Regions from separate parts of the Zea mays genome. Here region 1 is linked to region 2. Evidence: chromatin contacts called from public Hi-C data. All regions are on one chromosome and are shown on one strand. Each heading gives the region's core, a stretch centred on a gene start, on an enhancer-like site or on the middle of the called end of the contact. The rest is flanking DNA. Distances are from core to core; before and after follow the strand shown. Region 1 holds the start of LOC100285627. Region 2 holds the start of LOC103645964 (26S proteasome non-ATPase regulatory subunit 1 homolog A).

The links. A called contact is a pair of places that touch in the nucleus more often than the background predicts.
Region 1: a Hi-C map of ear shows a contact between it and region 2, with 1.7 times the contacts expected there. The contact joins the promoter of LOC100285627 here to the promoter of LOC103645964 in region 2. A contact is called at or near these places in 2 of 25 Hi-C or Micro-C datasets (ear and leaf).

The regions. Positions count from the first base shown.
Region 1 is chr2:11,880,783-11,883,482 of Zm-B73-REFERENCE-NAM-5.0, reverse strand. LOC100285627 reads right to left here and starts at 1,447. Exons shown (of 5, transcript NM_001351120.1): 1 at 1,197-1,447; 2 at 736-948; 3 at 440-563; 4 at 50-226. The coding sequence starts at 912.
Region 2 is chr2:11,574,787-11,577,486 of Zm-B73-REFERENCE-NAM-5.0, reverse strand. It overlaps LOC103645964 (26S proteasome non-ATPase regulatory subunit 1 homolog A), which reads right to left and starts at 1,384. Exons shown (of 13, transcript XM_008670688.3): 1 at 1,054-1,384. The coding sequence starts at 1,202.

The sequences.
Region 1 (2,700 bases), core at 198-2,697, 310 kb before region 2:
GTGCAGCATGCGCCCAAGAAACCGGCTCCATGGAAAACGTCTGGCCTACCTTTCAATGACACTGCGCCCTCTAGGCCAAAGACGGAGAACGACACCTTGTTCCTGACCACGTCAGGCGCTTCCACCGCCTGGACCATCTCGTCGGTTTTGAATACCAGGCGGCCAAGGGGCGTCCGGTAGAGCCCTCCCGGCGAGGTTGGCACCGAGCAGTACACAACCTCCCATTCTGGTCAATTTGGATGGTTTATGCGATGCGAGCTTAATCAAGGATGGCAGGAACCATGGATACAAGATCAAGCGATGTAATAGCAGTTGCAGTGGCTTATTAACTCATTTGCGGTTGCAAGGCGGTTCTTTTACGGTGTGTTGATTGTTCAGCACAAGATCACCACATAGAAATGCAACTGATTAGGCATACCGAGTTTCTTTTTTTTTTTACCTCCGAATATAAGCGGGGACTTGACGGGGTCGTCTATGCAGTACTTCCCCAGCTGCAGCGCGACCTCAGCCACTTCCTGGTGCCCATCTTTTGGCAGCAGCACTCCTCGGTCAGTTCCCTTCACCTGTCGATCGGCACAATATGTATGTATGTATGTAAACGAATCTAAGCGTCTGAAGAAACCAAGATTCACGCAACAAACGAAGTAAGCGAGATAGCAGAACCAAAGCGGAAACCATGAATCCGGGAATGGGGCAGGAAGCAAGAAGCTACTAGCGTCAGTGTTAGAGTGTTACCTTGGAGAGGATGGAGTCGACGAGCTCAGGGGGCGCCCGGACACCGGGGCCGGCGGCGGCGGCGAGGGAGCATCGAACCGACGGGAGCCGCCGGCGGAGCGGTCGGTGGAGAGGATGAGTGGCGGAGGAGAAGCGGAGGGTGGGGGAGGCGGCCGCAACGGAAGCGGACATTTTCATCGCCTGCTCTTCGTGTGTGTGGTGGTAGCTGGACGCCTGGAGAGTAGGGATGGCAGCGGGTCGGGTAAAGTGCGGGTAAGCCATTTACCCGCCCGCCAGCATATCCGCGTCTCTGGTGTTTACCCGTACCCGCGAGAGCGCGCGGGTAAAATTTTCGACCCGTATCCGTATCCGCAGGATATCCGCGGATATCGGGCAACCCGTTACCCGCCAGAAAATAACATGCGTGTATGTGACCGCGGGAGTAGGATCTAGTGGCATCCAGAATGGATTAACAAGCAAACCTGGAGAGGGCTGGCCGCCTGCACGGCTGCACTGCCGACCTGGTCACCTGGCCTCTGGCGGTCTGCACTACTAGATCGGTTGGCGGCTGATGGCCTGCACTGCCGACCTGAGGGAGAGCCGTGACGGCTGATGGCCTGCACTGCCGCCTGCTGGTCAGCTGGTCTGGCGCGGTGGCGCCTGGCGGTCTGCCGCCCGCCGTGAGCACGAGACAGGGAATGGTGGCCAGCCGCCAACGTGAGAACGACCGCGTGAGAGGACTAGAGGAGAGTGAGGATTAGAGATGTAGGGTTTTAGCCTTTAGGGATATTTGATGGGCCGACTGAGAATTGGGCCGGACCAGGGAATGTTTTTGTGGTCTAATAAATTAAGCGGGTAATGGGTAATACCCGCGGGCGAAATTTTATATCCGCTAATTACCCGCGGGTGAGAAGTGTTGTCCGTATCCTTACCCGTGGGCGAGACTTTTTACCCGTATCCATGCCCATCGGGTACGGAACCCGCGGATATCCGCGCCCGCGGGCAGAATTGCCATCCCTACTGGAGAGTTATTTGAGATTGTAACAATCTCGTCACGCGGCTTCGTTACTTTATTACTCCGCAGCTGCGCATCGCCATTTTGGTATTCTGGAGCTCACACCCGCGCCATATTGGGACAGTTAATGCCCCGCGTTGTGTTAACGTTTGTTATGTTGCTCTTTCTACAGGTTGTATTCCCCTTCGTACTAATCTACCCTTACCCTGACTTCGAGTGTTCTTGCCGCGGCTGCGGCCGTAACTGCGCGGCTACTGGAGCTCGCGGCCGACAACGACTCCACGACGCTCGGGGACCTCCTCGCGGCGCGTACTCCCACGACTGGACGGAGTGCCCCTTCGTCCACCCCGGCGAGAACACGCGGCGGCGGGACCCGCGCAAGTTCCTGCAAGAAAGAAGCTCACTGGCCTCCAACGCCAAGATCAAAATCGATGACATGGATACAGGACGACGTGCTGCCACCAATTTCGTCAAGAACTGGAGCACGAGCTAGTGGTTAGAGAAAGTCTTGTACGCCGCGAGCTTGAGGGACGAGTGGCGACTGCTGATTGTAGCTGGGGAAGGAGGGGATGGACATGAGGAAGGTTGTGGCGGGGGTCGGCTGGTGCTGGTACTGGTGGAGGAGGCCGGGCGACTGCGTATCAAGAGAGGGCTTTGTGTCGATGCCTTCTTGGAACAGCACCGGAAGCGGCGGCGGCTGGAAGGAAGCAGACTCCGGAGATAAGAGGCCGAAGGCCGAGGACCCCCATGTCGAGGCCGGTGGGAATCGGCGGCAGCTCACAGCCGCCGGCCCAGTCCTCCTTCCCGCCGCCGCCGCCGTGCTCGCCGGGGGCTCCCCATTTGGTGGCTTCGGCGGCGGCGCTTCTATCCGAAACCACCGCCACGCTGGTCGAGTCCGCAGCGCCGCTGCCCAGGGACGACGACAGCGTCGACGTTGAGTTGCTGGGGCTGGGGCTTCGCGTGCAGTCCAG
Region 2 (2,700 bases), core at 135-2,634:
GGAAAACAGGAAATACAAGAAAAGGCACACTTTGTGTGCTTCTGCAGTCATGAACTTTAATTGATGGTCCAATCATCTTCACCATGAAAAATATGGGGCAGAGTAGCTCCACAAACTAAATGAGAATTAAAATTAAGCTACATTTGTATCAAAAAGTCTGATAGCTACCATGAAACAAACATAGGAATGTAATGAAATCTAACTAGCTATATATCAATTAAAAATAGAAATTGAGATTAATAAAAACAGAAATTGAGGTTAATATTTCAAACAAAGGGACCATGCGGAACAGGCATTCCAGAAACAAGAGGTTTATAATATATAAGAAAGCAACTACTATCGAGATACATAACCACCAAAAACAAGCTTATCATACTGCAACTGAATTATACATAACGGAACCGAACAGGGAATACCCTAAACAAAATTGTTGAAGGGAGATAATGCATGCATTCATTTTTCCTTTCATCTGTAAAGACCAAGCCTTCACATTCTCACTTCACAGTTTCACACAATATTTCCTATCAAGACATAACCACAATCGTAAATGTACACCTGTCCACCCATGAAATTTCAAAAACAAAATCTGAAGTACCTACACTCAGCTCACTCCTACTGGGTACTGTACCCTTTCCTTATAGGTTGCCTCGAATAGCTTAGCCTTCCCATCAAAACCCAAGCTAAATCCAAGTAAGGGCAGAAGAAGTACAAGAGTGGCACACCAGTTCAGCTACAATCAATGTACGAAAGTATAGTTATCACACTCTTGCACACGGACGCGAATTGGGCCTCTGGAATCCACGTGTCAGAACCAACCCGTGACCTACGACGTTCAGCTTGCACAGACGACTGACTCTGAAGAAATTGCGCAAAAAAGACGGTATCTAGGTCAAGGTCTCTTCCAGAGTCATCATCATCAATAAGAGAAGCGGATCGAAACACTTCAGAAATTCAGCCAAACCAACGCCTGAACAAATCGCGCAAACACTGCAGCTACAGCGGCGGCAACCGCGTACGCCCAGCAGAAGCGAGGAGGGGGGAGGCCGGGCTCACATGGTGGGAACACTGGTGGAGATCTCGGGCCAGAAGAGGTGGACGACGGAGTTGAGACTGTCGAGTGCGTGCAGCTTCAGCTCCGGCGCCGGCTCCTGCAGCATAGCAAGGAGCCCACTGGCAGAGCTCACCGTGGCCACCGCCGCCATGGCCACCTCTGCTATCCCGTACGCCGCCGCCGAGAAGGACCGAGGGTTTGAGTACCGCGGGTCCTGCTTGGATGAGTCGACGACAACTGATGAAAACAATGAAACGAAGGTGCGGTAAACAAATAAAGGATACAATACAAGGGTTTATGTGTCAATAGAATTCTGGTTCTTTAGTAATTTCTTCTCTGTTCCAAATTATATACGCCTCTATCTCTTTAAAATGACGTCTATATCTTTATGTCAGTTAAATTTTCTGAAATGTGACTAGATTTATAAAAAATATTAGTGTCAGATAGATTTTTCAAGTATAACTAGCTTTTTAAAAAAATATTTATATCTTTTAAATAAATGTCTTATACAAATATATGTTTAATGAAATTTATTATACAGTATAAGTATTAGTAATATTTTTACATTTAATTAAAATTAAATATGTTTGACTATTCGATATAAAAAATGGTAGTTAAAGGGGAATAAATATAGTACTTCAATTTAGATTTGGCCTATAAGTCAAATAATTTAGACCAAATTTATATAAATTACTCTCAAGGAAACTTAGAGAATCAATTAGAGGGAGTATACTAACATCTAAAATATCAAAATGTATTATTAAGTTGTTTTTTTTGGTGTAACTAGTTAGAGCATGTCTAGATTCTCTCCTCTAAATTTTAAAGTTAAAGCTCCAAACAAGTTATCTAAATTATCTTTAAACTCTTGTCCATCCCATGTTAGAGTTTTAGAGCTCAAAAGTGTTAGAGAATTAGGCATTTTTTGTTTTAATTTAATCCAGAAAATTAGTGTGATGTATGTGACGGCATGCATGTGCATATGTGTATGAATACTCGCATAAGCAGTAAACAACATTAAAACATGCACAATTACTAAGAACAGAATGTACCCTACGGATGGACCGATGCTCAAAGCATTAGTGGATCCATTCACACGAGACATCTCGTATGTATGTTCGATGTAGTCATACGCAGTCGATGTAGACAGATGTAAGTAGTGCAGTCCCTTGAACGACGCCGACGATGAGGAACTTGGTCGAGCGGACGAAGCGAGCGGTCGCTAGTACGCTCCCTGGAAACCTGATTGCCCGCACACCCATGCAAGTGTAGCTCTGCGGACAGCGATTGCGGAGGCTTGCTCTCCCACTCTCTCTGTGCTCGCAGAAGGTGGGGACGATGATGGGTTGAGTGCAATGCGTATGAGAGATATTCGCGTGCGTGACTAGAAGCAGCTTCACCTCCTCTGTCGCCTCCGTATTTGTACACATCCAGAGGGAAGCAACTTCACCTCCTTCATCTCCTCCATATTTGTACATGGCCAGATGGAGGGAAACGGACAGTAATGGTCGCCATTAGGACTAGAAACTGACATACATTACAAACCGTCTGTTAGTAGCCATAACACGGGAAACGGACAATAGTCATCACTCTAGGCAAAATGTACAACTGTTAGGAAGGAATATTCGGACCAATGTCCGATCTACCATGAG